3 separate regions of the Mus musculus genome follow, and regions 1 and 3 are each linked to region 2. Evidence: chromatin contacts called from public Hi-C and promoter capture Hi-C data. All regions are on one chromosome and are shown on one strand. The core of a region is the stretch at or near the end of the contact, and the rest is flanking DNA. Distances in the headings are between cores, read along the strand shown.

Region 1 (4,170 bases), core at 741-3,240, 280 kb before region 2:
AGCTGAGCTGTCTTGGGACGAGAATGCCAGCCAGACCAGTCTGTTTGCTGTACACAAACAGCAGGGGATCTGGGCCACCAGAGACCCACAGTCAGGGCCCAAGGTCAAGGGAGAGTCTGGGTAGCAGGTGCCCAGCTGCAGGTCACAGCAGGGGGCAGGCTACACTTGACTGAGCACAGCCCTCTGTCTTGTGACTCTCAGAGGGATAAATGGACCCAACACACACACACACACACACACACACACACACACACACACACACCCCCGTAGCCCGGGCAGATTCCCTAACCAGCCCCTGCACCAGATGCCTAGAGGGAATGCTCGGCGAGCAGGGATGGGGACACGGGGGCAGGATGCTATAGGTCCGGAACTCTACCCCACATGCAAAGAACTTTTCAGGAGAAACCAATCACAGACTCAAAGCAGATGGTTTTAGTAGCCCGCTTATACCAACACCCCCCATATCCAGATGCCCTTATTTGCATAGAGGGACTCTGATAAGAAAGTTGGGGAAATAAAGTTCAGGTTCGTGTGTGTGTGTGTGTGTGTGTGTGTGTGTGTTGCCAGGCAGAGGAGGCAGAGACTTTTACTGCCTTGCTGTTTTTTCTACCCGGTCTTTCTTTCCACCCCTTTCTTTCTCTATTTTCACTGTGGAAAATAAACCATGAATTTGATTTCCTAATTTACTGCAGTGCCGGGGGTGGGGTGGGCTTGGAGGGGGTGTAGAAGGCAAGGTCTTGAACCTGTGAGGCAAGGGCACAACCCCCCACCCCAGCTCTAAATCACCAGTTTTAAAAAGAGGTTTTATTATTTTGGACTCCCTGGAACTGGAGTTACAGGTGGTTGTAAACCACCTACTGTGGGTGCGGGGAACTGAGCTCAGGTCAGGGGGAAGGGCAGCTTGGGTGCTTGGGGCTGGGGAAATGAATAGCTCACTTGCAGCTCCTGCAGAGGACACGGTGGGATGGGCCACTGTCTCAGAGAAGAGGAGGCGGGCTGAGGAAGGCTGACTCAACAGTTAAGATTGCTCTTGGAGGTGTCTGGTTCTCAGGTCCCACAGCAGGTCTCGAGACCACCTGTAACTCCGGCTCCATGTGATCTGATGCCGGATCACCTAGTCTTTGAAGGTTCTGGTATACACACGCATGCACACACACACACACACACACACACACACACACACACACACACACACTCACACACACACCTTAAAAAAAAAAACCTCAATAACAAAGTTACAGGAAGCCTTTACAAAGGGCTCATCTTTGAGAGTAGGGTGCAGGGTTCATTTGTAAAAAAGGGCCAGACAACCTAAGGCTGTATGCTGCCTCTTTCAGACACATCCCATGTAGGAACACCCTGAGTTTTTTTAATTAATTAATTAATTAATGAGACAGGGTCTTAAGCATCCCAGGCTGGCCTGGAACTCATTATGTGTAGCCATGGATGCAAGGATGACCTGGAAACGTCTGATCTTTTGGCTTCCATCTCCCGAGTGCTGGGATTAGCAGTGTGTACTGACATTCCCAGTGTATGTAGTGTCCAGGATGGGAGCTAGTGTGCTGTGCACCCCAGGCAAGCAGTCTACAGCTAAGCTACAGCCCCAGCCCCTCCTCTGCAATCTTCAAGAGATCCTGTTTATTCTCCTCTAGAGTTCCTCAAGGGACAGAGATCAAATAGGGCAAAGGTGCAGGGCTGGGGTCTAGCACCTCTGGGTCACTTGCCTGCCACTCTCCTGTGTCACATAGATGGAAAGCCATAGTTGGTGACTCACTGGGTGACTGGGATCTGGGCTCTGATTTTAGCAGCAATTTTCACCTTTTAAGGCAATATTTCCTCCCCCTTGTCTTTGTTTACTTGTTTCCTACTGCACCGCGGACTCCTGGAAAAGAGAAGTTGCTGTATTTTTATCTCCACCATCCTGATCCCATCTTTGGGCCCAGAGCCTGGCATAACAGGGGAAGTCATGAAACATTTGTTAAACAAATAAGCAAGGTTGGGTATCAAGTGCCACCTGGTGGAGGCACACAGATTCAGGCTAGATCAGTGGACCTGCAGGGATGTGTCCTGGCAATGCTGTTTGGCTTGGTGTCCAAGTGTGGGGTCAGATGGTCAAGAGAGTGAGGGGAAGGAGGAGGCTCCGCCCACTTTGAACAGGTAAGGTGAGGCATTCACTGTGATCAACTGCACATACCTCTGTAAACATGGGGGGAGGGGCTATGCACTGAAGGCCATGGAGGGGGTTAGGAGATGACCCAGCTGCTAAAGTGCTCACCAAACAAGCGTGAAAAATCCAAGCTTCATCCCCAGAACCCACATAAAAACATAGGTATGGTAGCCCATCCGTGGTGGCACAAACCTTGGAGCTCAGCATTCACGAGGCAAAAGCAGGTAGAACTCTGTGAGTTCGAGGCCAACCTAGCCTACAGAGCGAGTTCCAGGACAGCCAAGGCTACACAGAGAAACCCTGTCTCAAACAAGCAAGCAAGCAAGCAAGCAAGCAAGCAAGCAAGCAAACAAATACAGAGAGATGATATCTTATGCAATGTGAAAAAGCGATCACCTGTCAATAAAGAGCCGATTGGCCTATAGCTGAGGCAGGAAATAGGAGGTGGAAGTTCCGGTCGGAAGAAAGGGTTCTGGAATAGAAGCTTGTGGGAGGATTTGCCCCGGGCAACCCTAAGGAGGACAGACGCGTGGAACCTGAGCAGAGGTAACTAACTGGGCATGTGCTTTACATAGAATGGGATAAGTGGGTTATTCAGTTAGGAGCTAGTTAGAGAGCATGTACAGCTTTGGTCTAGGTATTTGTAAATATTTAACAAGTCTCAGAATTGTGATTTTAGCGAACAAAGTGGACAGGTGGAAAATCCTGAGATTACAGATGGCAAAGCCCACTAAGACACACACACACACACACATGCACACGCACATGCACCTGCATACACATGCACATGACCATACATACCTGTACATACCACACGTACTAAATAATTATAAATAAAAAAGGCAATAGAGATAGCAATAACCAGAAACCCTTCTGGACTATGGTTACTATAGACAGAGCCTCATTACTGTAGAAGGAAAAGCTAAGGTTCAGCAAGGTTAGAGACTCAGCCAAGGTCACACAGCTTATTCAAAACCAGGTGGGATTAAAAATCCTAGGCTATGCTGGGTGTGGTGGTGCAGATCTTTAATCCCAGCGCTCAGGAGGCAAAGTCAGGTGCAATTATGTGAGTGTGAGACCAGCCTGGTCTACAAATTAAATTGCAGACTAGGCAGGAATACATAGTGAGACCATGTCAAACAAACCCCAAAAGCCTAGGCTAAGCCTTCTATCCCTTTTCATTTATTTTTTGGTTTATCCATTTTTAGAACTAGCCTCTTGGCCCTGTCGGTAGTTCTAAGGTGTAGCTGGTACACCAGGTTCCACAAGCTCAGACATTTTTGTCATGTGAAACCCTCCCTCTAGGGACCCCTGCCTTCTGTGGAGAGAATTTTGGTGATCTGGTAGTGAGAGGGATCCCTGCCTTAGAACTAACAACTGAGTTCGAGGAGTCCCATTTGAAACCCCCCTTACTCTCCACAGGCCCCGCCCACCCCGCCCCCACGCCACAGGCCCCGTCCCTAGGCATGAACAACCATTAGGTCAGAGCCTCCAGGAGCAGTTCTTAAGGTGATTTGTGTAGGGATTGGCCCAAGTGTAAGTGGCTTACTTTCCTCATCTCTCCTCCTCCTCCTCCTCCTCCTCCTCCTCCTCCTCCTCCTCCTCCTCCTCCTCCTCTCTCTCTCTCTCTCTCTCTCTCTCTCTCTCTCTCACACACACACACACACACACACACACACACACACACACACACACCAGTATAAACACTTGTTCAGAAAAAAGGAAAAAATAATTTCCAAGAATGCAAAGGAATCCAAGGTAAAAATACCCTTATGGTTGTTTCTGAGACAGGGTCTCATGTAGCCCAGGCTGGTTGCACACTTGCTATGTAGCAGAGGATAGCCTTGAACTCTTGATCTTCCTAGCTTTAACTTCCATATGCTAGGATTATATGTGTGCACCATATGCCTGGGAAAATGCTAGACGCTTATTTTTGTTGTTTTGTTTTATTTCTTGGAGCCCATGTTGGCCTAGAACTTGTACTAGGCAGCCCCAGCTGGTCT
Region 2 (4,164 bases), core at 1,121-3,620:
GCAAGCTTAGCTAAACCACTTTGGCTCCCAGACAGTTGCGTGCTTACAAGCAGAGCCTTCTGGATTCGCGAAAAGAACACACACACACGCACACATTAGCTTATTTTTGATATGTCTTGACTAGCTCAAAGGCTGGGCAGTTCTGATCCTCCGCCCAGCTAGCATACATTTCCCTCCGGTACTCCTGACTCAACGCCTTCTGAATCTGGGTTCTCTCTTCGCTGCCCTGTTACCTTCTGGGCCCCTCCCCTAGGGCTGCTTTCCCTTCCCACTTACATTTTGGACGGTTTCTCCTTCTGCAGCTCTAAATCTGACCCATCTCGCTAGATCATCTCCAGTTTTCTCCCTGGCTGCCGGCCCTCACAAATCCCCCAGGTCCCGCCCACCTCAGTTTACCTGCCCAGCCATTGGCTGTAAAGCAATCCTTTAATGCCAATCAAATCCAGCTGGGGGCGGAGACAGAAGGTCTGGGACCTCTGCCTTTGGGAGCCGAATTGAATTGAGACAGCGTTAGAACCAATCCCTAACACCAGCTAAGCCCTAACCTCTGAAGCCTTTGCCTCCTCCCAAAATAATAATGGAGCCAACAACACACACCAAAGTCCCAAACCAAGGGGTCAGTAGTATCCCAGTCGAATTCTCCCTACCGCTTCCCAGCTTCTCTTAGCTCCGGGCATCGTCCCTGTTCCTTGGAGTCATCAAATATTCCTGTCTCTACCTCTGGCTTCACGAGGCTGTCTTCTAGCCATTTGCTTTAAACCTTTCCCCATCACACAGTCACACTGGGTTAGGGGCTTGTCTCAGTTAATTTTCCCGTTGCTGTGATAAAATACCCGGACACAAACAGCGTGTGAAGAAGGGAAGTTTGGTTAGATTCCATCGAGACGGGGGAAGCCCCAGCAGCAGGAGCCTGAGGCAGCTAACCTCAAACAAGCAACAGAGAACAAGAGGTGTGATCTCTTCCTTTTCATGCTGCCCTCCTCTGGAGTGGGTCTTCCCACCTCGGTCAACCTAATTAAGATATTCCCTCACAGCATGACTCTAGGGCCTGCCAAGTTAATGATCAGTATTAACCATCACGGAACCCCTATTCCAGTATGGCCCAGTTCTAACCTACATCTCTAATGTTCCTGTTGCCAAGGAAGGCCACACACATTTTGGGTACCAGTGCCTAGGACTTCAGCATATCTCTTGGGGGACACGATGTACCCCCACAACATTAGTTTTCAGTGGACGGTGAGCAAGGGGCAAGCCACTACCCCTCTCCAATTCCCACCTCGACAAAGTCACCTCCATCCAGGCTCCGGGATCTCCTCTCAGCTGTCATGAAATAGTTCCTGCTGATGTACACAGCCATTTCCCAAGTCATAGTCACCCCAAAGCCAGCCCTCACTGCCCTCACCTAAAAAGTTGAGGGGCCCAACCCCCTTCCTACACCCCGCATCCAGTCCCCGCATCCTGTTCCTTTCTATACAGCGTTGAGATGTTGAAAAGTTGGCCCACAAGCTACTGAACCCTGGTATGTGCAACCCCAGATTCTCCATATCCCCCGTCATCCGGAGCTGCAGGGTTCCTGGGCTGTACTAGAAACAGCTCAAAACGACCCACGACTTCATGAATTCCTGTGGCACCCACTCGGTGGCTAGGCCTAGGCCTTCCCTGAATAATGTTGGCCCTATCTTGTCCCCTTGGAAAGATGGGCTTCAAGAGCTCACCTTCCCGTGGTGGGAGGACATCAGGGGCTTAGACTAACAAATGAGGGAGAAACATGGCAAAGAGCTCCAAGTGTTAGCACCACCCAGGAGCTCCCCAGATGGTCAGTGCGCTCCAAGGTGAGTGTCGGTGAAAAAGTAGGCTCAGATGAGCTGAGGTCTATCAGAACCGCTTGGGTGCTAGTCTCAGAATGCAACTTCCTGTCCAACATTGTTCAGGGACGTCCCCAGCTTCTTGCCTGCAGGTAAGTACCGGACTGTCAACTGGCTGGAGCTCGGGCGCGCCCTGCTGGCCACTGCATTGCCGCAGTAGGAAACCAAGCCCCACACCTTCCGCAGCTAGCTGGGTCTCCCGGGTCCGCAGCCTCGATGGCAATCTAACTTCACCACTGCGACCTTAATGGGCTGGTCCTGTAGCAGGACTCATTCCGTGCTGTAAGAGCACTAAACTAGGCTAATGTCTCTCAGGGGGACTGCCACTCCCTAGGGTGTGCATTCTGCGAGTCTCAGACGTCCTGGCTGGCGTCGTCGAGGGGATGGCGGGACGGAGGGAGGAGTCTATCAGGGTCCGAGCCGGTTGGTGGATGGGGAGGGAGGAGTGGGCGGAGCCTAGGGCAGGGCGGTTCCTCGCTCTCCCTCGCTTGCTTCGAGCCGGGCTCACCTCTGACTGTCCGGGGACATGACTGGCACACCAGGAGCTGCTACCGCTGGGGATGGCGAGGCCCCTGAGCGCTCCCCGCCCTTCAGCCCGAACTACGATCTCACCGGCAAGGTGGGTGGGCTCTGCGCTCAGTGCTGGGGACCCCCCAGGCCGGCACTTAGGGACATCCCTCCCGATGTCCTTTGCCTTAGGACCCTGTCCTTCCCTGTCTACACCCCTCTTCTGGAAGTGTCAGCTGGGTCTCTGGTCTGGGGCATAACCCCTGGGCTCATCCCAGTCTCTAGGGTTCTAGGCTGACCTCGGAGGGCATGGGGTAAGGCAGATCTGAAAGACTAAGACTCCCCCACCCTAGGAACAAAAACCCAGTTCCTTCTGCCACACTTTGGAATACTGGGAGACAGGGACTCTCTGAAGACACAGACAGGGCATCCCCGCCTTCAGAGGCATCTCAAGGTTAATGCCCTTTTTGAGCTAAGCCTCAAAAAGTGACACCTGTCACAGGCGTGCAGTGCTTTGGGTCCCCACTCAGCGGTACATCCCACCCTTCCCCTCCCCACTGCCTCCAGACATAGACTCACAGCTCCTTCCCAACACCCCAGGCTGCATGTAGCCAGCCTACAAGTCCACTTGGGAATTTTCAGAAGCTGAGAAAGAACATGGCAATTAGTGACCATGGCCCACTCTCCCCCTCCCCCCGCCCGGCCCCCCGACGACCTTAAAGGCAACTCTCTGGGGTGCATACATTCTGCAGGAATGCCCTGAATAAAAGGATGTCTGTCACCACCTCTCTTATTGGTGTCCTTGGCTTAAGCAAGTACATGGAACTCTAAAAAGAGATGCTGAGCCAGCCAGCCTCTTGCACTATTTTTCTACAGGGTTTAGGAGAGAGAAGTAAGAGCTATGCCAGGTAGAAGTGATGCCTGGTCTTGAAGGGTACCTGCCTCTTTCAGGGTCTTGGTTCCTCTCAAACACCAGATCTCACTCTCACTAGGAGCTTCACATCTCCACCCCCTAGGGTTTCAGGGGAAGCCAGTCAGCCAGCCTACCCACCCAGAGACGTTGAGATAGGCGTCCTGTGTGGGCTTGTGGCAGGAAATGGGGCTCTAAGTCCTCAGGGGAGGGGAGTTGCTGATGGCCAGCCCCCACCCCCAGGCTGATGGGGATCTCCTGACCTCCTAGCCCTGCAGGACAACTGAGCTGTTTACCTAGGAGGTGGCAAGGCTGAGCAGCTGTTTGTGTTTGGTGGACTTGATGGGCTGGGTGACCGGCTGCATCATTTGCTCAAGGCAGCTGTGATCTGTAAAGTACACAAATACCGGTATTCGCCTGCCTCCCTCCCTCCCTCCCCCTGTATGGCTGGGGCCCCAGAGCCATCAGAGTGCCTGCTGGGAGCACCTGCAAAATAGCTGACCCCCAGCCTGCCAGGCTTGGCCCAGTCCTGAGTCTGTAGCTGTGGGAAAAGAGCATGATGAGAAAAGATCCTTGGAGCACCTTAGGTCTGGGGTCTTGGGCACTCTTCTTAAGTGGTCCCCATCAATCTTGTCGTTAGTCATTGACAAGCTCCAGAAAGGCTGCAAAGGAACGAGCCCCACTCCCCCACCCCACCCCCACTTTCCTCCTACTATGGTGGGCAAGCCGATGAAAATTTCCCCAAAGCACACAGTAGGGTTTTTATAATTCGGGAACTCAGCCTTGCATCCCTTCCTTTCCGACCCACTCTGACATCTCTGCCCCACAATCAACTAATCAGGCCCAAGACCCCATAGCTAAGGAAGAAAAGCTTTTTAGCTT
Region 3 (4,543 bases), core at 74-2,573, 340 kb after region 2:
TTTCCCGTGTAGGCCTCCTGGGAGGAGCCGGAAAGCAGTCTGTTCAAGTGGCTCCCTGATTAAAGAAAGTCACCTGTCCAGGCAGGGTCCTGTCCACCTCAGGGTCCTTCACAGGCTGGCTCGCTTGCTCTCAATGATCCCCCTCCAGTTGTCACTCCAGGAAAGCAGCCGTCTCCTGGTGGGGGGCAGGGCCAGGTGCTGATTGTGGCAGCAGGTGAACAAGATGTGCTCCCAGCTTGGGGTCTCCTCTAGGCCTGGGCAGTAAAGACAGCGTGCGCTCTGTAATTGGGTCATTTTTACTCCTCCTTAATCCCAGCAGGCCAGATGCCTGGGGGTTGTCAAGGTTAACTGGCTGGCCCAACCTTGAATGTTGTCTTTGTCATCAATGAGCAGGTCTCCCATGACCACCGTCTTGTCCCTAGTCAAGATAATCCGCTCCACAAACTCTGGCCCCAGGTTCTGCTCCACCCAGCGGTACTGTATAGGCGGGAGGGGTGGGGAGAGGTCAGTGGAACTTGCTAGGCTCAGAATGCAAGATAAGTAAGGCATGGGGGCTTAAGTGGGACTAGCCCTCAAACACGCGGGACCCCTTTCACCCAGCCCCCATTTTCTGGTTTATTTTTTTAAATCAGCGCAGGCGCCGGCACCTTCTCGCCCACACAGTGGTCGTACTTCAGCAGTGGGGTGGTGCAGATGAAGACCTCGGTGCTGCGGAGAAGGGGTGCAGTTAGGCCTGGGGCACTGGCCGTCTTCCCGCCGCCCCCTCCTCACCCTCCTTACTCTTTCATGTCGTTCATCTCTCGCAAAGCGTCCAAGGCCCCAGGGATGGGCTCCAAGTTTAGGAAAAAGCCTGGAGATTCATACACACTGGCCACTTTTTCCTGAAAGAGAGAGATCTTGGTCCCGCTCCTGCTTTCCAGTAGGGGGAGCCCCAAAGAGGACACACACACACACAAAGATTCTGCAGGAGACCTCGGTTCTAGTGTGTGTGTGTGTGTGTGTGTGTGTGTGTGTGTACCCTTTCAAGCTTTCTGGTTCGGGGGTGAACTGTGGATTCGCACAGCTTGGCTGCCTAGAAGAGAACTCAGCCTAGAGGTTCCCCATCGGGTCTCCTACCGCCAGGTCCGGCCTCAGAGCTCCGTACTGCTCGTTGGCGAGGAAGCCCCGGCGCTGTTCCAGCGGCACGTGCGGTTCCTCGGGAAAGCGGCGGCGAAAACCCTGCAGGAGGCCGGACTCGAAATCAGCTAGCACGCCGTCCATGTCCACCAGCACGCGCACGGGCCGCTTCACCGCCATTGCCACGCCCGGTGTCTCCGCAGAGCACAGCGGCAAGCACGGAAGATGCCAGACCCGGAAACAAGCTTCCGGGACCGGGGTAGGGGCGGGCCGGACTTTGTTCATTTGCACAGAGTGGCCAACCAGGTGCCCAGGATGGCATTGCGTCCCTTACGGGGCTGCCGCTCATGTGCAGCATCAGAATCCCTCTCCCATAACCTCTAAGATCCGAAATACTTTCTTGGCAATGGGGAACCTGCTTCGCATGCTGAATGCATCCTTTGCCTCTCCCATGTTTGTCCAGGCTGGAAGCTGACAGGATCGTGAGTCTCCCAGTTCAAGGGATGAGAAGGACCCCTTAAAGACAACCGTGGGCATGAGCTGGGCATGAGCTGGGCTCTCAAGAGACCGGACTCATAAGCCAGACTTGGTTTGAAACAGTAACATTGTTTTCAATCTGCGTCCACTACTTTTTCCTGTGGACCCGAGGTCTCCGGTAGAATCGAAAACTTGTATGTCCCTCTAGAAAATGTTAAGCGTTCACACACAGAGACACAACTTATTCTTGTAGATTTCAGAGTCAATGGCGACATCACATCAATTTTCCAACCTATAAATGCAGATTTGAGTAATGACTCCCCCCCCACCCCCGACTCAGGGTTTCTCCACATAGCCCTGGCTGTCCTGAAACTCTGTGAACCAGACTGGCTTCAAACTCCCCGAGGTTTGCCTGCTTCTGCCTTCCATGTGCTGGGTTTAAAGGTGGGCACTGCTACACCCCGATAAGACATGACTTCTAACCCATGGCAGAAGTTTGTCAGCATGGAGCCCGACATCTCACTTGAAGAAAAGCCAGTTTAAAACAACAAAGGAGCAGAGTGTAGTGGCGCACATTTTTAATCCTCACACCCAGGAGGCAGACCTCTGAGTTCCAAGACAGCCAGAGCTACTTAGTGAAGACCTTATCTTAAACAAATTTGGGCTGCAGAGATGGCTCAGCATCGGTTAAGAGTACAGACTGCTCTTCCCCGGGTTCTGAGTTCAAATCCCAGCAACCACATGGTGGCTCACAACCATCTGTAATGGGATCTGATGCCTTCTTCGGGTGTGTCTAAAGACAGCTACAGTGTACTCATATAAATGAAATTAAAAATAAAAAAAGCTCTTCTCCTTTCCTCTGCCATCCTGCGCATTACGCCTGATTCGGTTCTCCTTTCCTCTGCCATCCTGCGCATTACGCCTGATTCGGCTTCTTGCCATGTCTTCTCACAAGACTTTCCGAATCAAGCGATTCCTGGCCAAGAAACAAAAGCAAAATCGCCCCATTCCTCAGTGGATCCGGATGAAAACTGGTAACAACGTCAGGTTCAACTCTTCTCTTAGAAGACACTGGAGGAGAACAAAGCTGGGTCTGTAAGGATTCACACAATGGCAAGACTGAGGGTTTATACTGAGTTGTGGTCAGCAATCAGTCCTACCAGACAGATTTCAACATTTTTAACCTGGAGACTTGCTCATGTCTTAAATTAGGGTGTTTGTCTAGTAATAAAATATAGAACCTTTTAAAAAAATAAAATAAACAATTTTTTTCTTTTCTTCCTTTATTCTTTTTATTTTTATTTATTTTTTGTTTTTTTCCTTATAAACATTTTTTTTAAAAACACAAAAAAGCAAACAAAACTGGTAAAACAAACCAACAACAACATATCCCGGTGAATTCTTACTTAGGGACTGAATTTTCACTAAGCCAAACCAATTTTCACATAAACTGAGTTAAAGTTCATCTGCTGTTTTTTCTCTCCTGCCCTTTCAGTAACTTTTAAAATATTCTGAGAATCCCATACATACATATTGTATCCCATACATATTGTATCTTTACCCTATTTAACTCAGGCTTCTCCCAACATCTCCTGGACACACACCCCTTACTTTTTTTGCAACAGGGTTTTTTTTGTTGTTGTTGTTTTTGTTTTTGTTTTTGTTTTTTTGAGACAGGGTTTCTCTGTATAGCCCTGGCTGTCCTGGAGCTCACTTTGTAGACCAGGCTGGCCTCGAACTCAGAAATCCACCTGCCTCTGCCTCCCGAGTGCTGGAATTAAAGGCGTGCGCCACCACGCCCGGCTGCAACAGGGTTTTATGCATCCAAGTTTGCCTCAAATTCACTCCCTACCTGGGCTTGCCACTAATTCCAGATACCTCTGCCTCCACCTCTGCCCCCTCACGTGAATATCTGTGCGCCACTTGCAAGCATTCAGAGGCCATCAAGCTTCAAGGCCGTGGAGCGAGAGTTAGAACCAGCTGTGAGCTGCTAAGAGGGTGCTGAGAACTGAACCTGGGTCTTCTGCAAGACAGTGAATGCTCTTGTCTTGAGACAGGGTTTCTCTGCATAGCCCTGGCTGTCCTGGAGCTCTCTTTGTAGATCAGGCTGGCCTCAAACTCACAAGAGATCCACCTGCCTTTGCTTCCTGAATGTTGGGATTAAATGTGTGCTACCGCTGCCTGGCCCAGCAAATGTTCTTTAGCACTAAGCAACCCTCCAAGCAAGCATACGAACCCCATTTATAAAATGGTTTGAAGATCTGACTTTACAGAATCTTTTCTATCTTGGGGTGTTAAACCCCCTCCTACAAATGTTTCCAGACAGTCCCCTAAAATCTGCTCCAATAATGGAGTCTGGCTGAACCTCCACTCCCTCAAAACACCTGCCACCAGGTGCTTATCTCTATAATAAAAGTTAAGGCCAACTGTCAAGTTAGAACACCAGCCAGGTAACTCCCTTCCCAGGAGCCCCACCCTTGCTCGGAGGCTCAGAAGGATGGGTACAGGTTTACTCCCTGAGATTCATAGTGGAAAATCAGGCCTTTAAAAGCCATGGCCCACCCATTCAGCAAGCTAGCCTGTTGCAGTACACAGAAATGATTGTAGGCTACAGCTGTCAGTCAAACATGTAAAATGTTTTAGAACAACCTAGTTTATGCTTTCTTAAAAGATTTATGTCTATGAGTATGTGTCCATCTCTGCAGACACACCAGAAGAGAGCATCAGATCCCATTACAGGATGGTTGTGAGCCGCCATATGGTTGCTGGAAATTGAACTTGGGACCTCTAGAACATCTAGCTCTCTTTTGCTCCTGCCCTGCAGTAAAGTCTTAACTGCTAGCCATCTCTCCGGCCCTGTAATCTCTACTCTTAAAGATACACCTAGCAGTTCCAAGGTCTGGCTTTGCCAGTAAGTACTAGGCTCAAATAACCAGCAAGGGAGCCCAGC

The links. Promoter capture Hi-C pulls out the DNA fragments that hold promoters and counts their contacts. A called contact is a pair of places that touch in the nucleus more often than the background predicts.
Region 1: a Hi-C map of Th1 cells shows a contact between it and region 2, with 2.6 times the contacts expected there. The contact joins the enhancer-like site here to the promoter of Rab37 in region 2. A contact is called at or near these places in 3 of 39 promoter capture datasets (the 3T3-L1 cell line, hippocampal neurons and pre-B cells), 1 of 15 datasets of contacts at CTCF or cohesin (the NIH/3T3 cell line), 10 of 484 Hi-C or Micro-C datasets (CD4 T cells, CD8 T cells, Th1 cells and 6 more), 6 of 115 datasets of contacts at active chromatin or transcription factors (bone marrow-derived macrophages, embryonic forebrain, fetal liver and 3 more) and 1 of 9 other capture datasets (adipose tissue).
Region 3: a promoter capture Hi-C map of embryonic stem cells shows a contact between it and region 2, with 4 times the contacts expected there. The contact joins the promoter of Nt5c here to the promoter of Rab37 in region 2. A contact is called at or near these places in 5 of 39 promoter capture datasets (the 3T3-L1 cell line, 3T3-L1-derived adipocytes, embryonic stem cells and 2 more), 1 of 15 datasets of contacts at CTCF or cohesin (CD8 T cells), 4 of 484 Hi-C or Micro-C datasets (CD4 T cells, CD8 T cells, CD8 central memory T cells and 1 more) and 2 of 115 datasets of contacts at active chromatin or transcription factors (pancreatic cancer cells and thymic regulatory T cells).

What each region holds. Positions count from the first base shown.
Region 1 is chr11:114,875,356-114,879,525 of GRCm38.p6, forward strand. No RefSeq gene overlaps it. Among named protein-coding and RNA genes, the nearest start is that of Cd300a, 13 kb to the right of the region's middle. Within about 2 kb of position 1,991, at least 51 of the 459 cell types and tissues checked have an H3K27ac peak or open chromatin away from gene starts, as enhancers often do. A contact at or near this core is called in CD8 T cells, Th1 cells, adipose tissue and 3 more, where this site is marked.
Region 2 is chr11:115,151,808-115,155,971 of GRCm38.p6, forward strand. Rab37 (RAB37, member RAS oncogene family) reads left to right here and starts at 2,371. Exons shown (of 9, transcript NM_021411.4): 1 at 2,371-2,484. The coding sequence starts at 2,392.
Region 3 is chr11:115,490,491-115,495,033 of GRCm38.p6, forward strand. Nt5c (5',3'-nucleotidase, cytosolic) reads right to left here and starts at 1,324. Exons shown (of 5, transcript NM_015807.1): 1 at 1,117-1,324; 2 at 781-881; 3 at 648-708; 4 at 363-477; 5 at 1-254. The coding sequence starts at 1,296. The coding sequence ends at 109. It also overlaps the pseudogene Gm11694.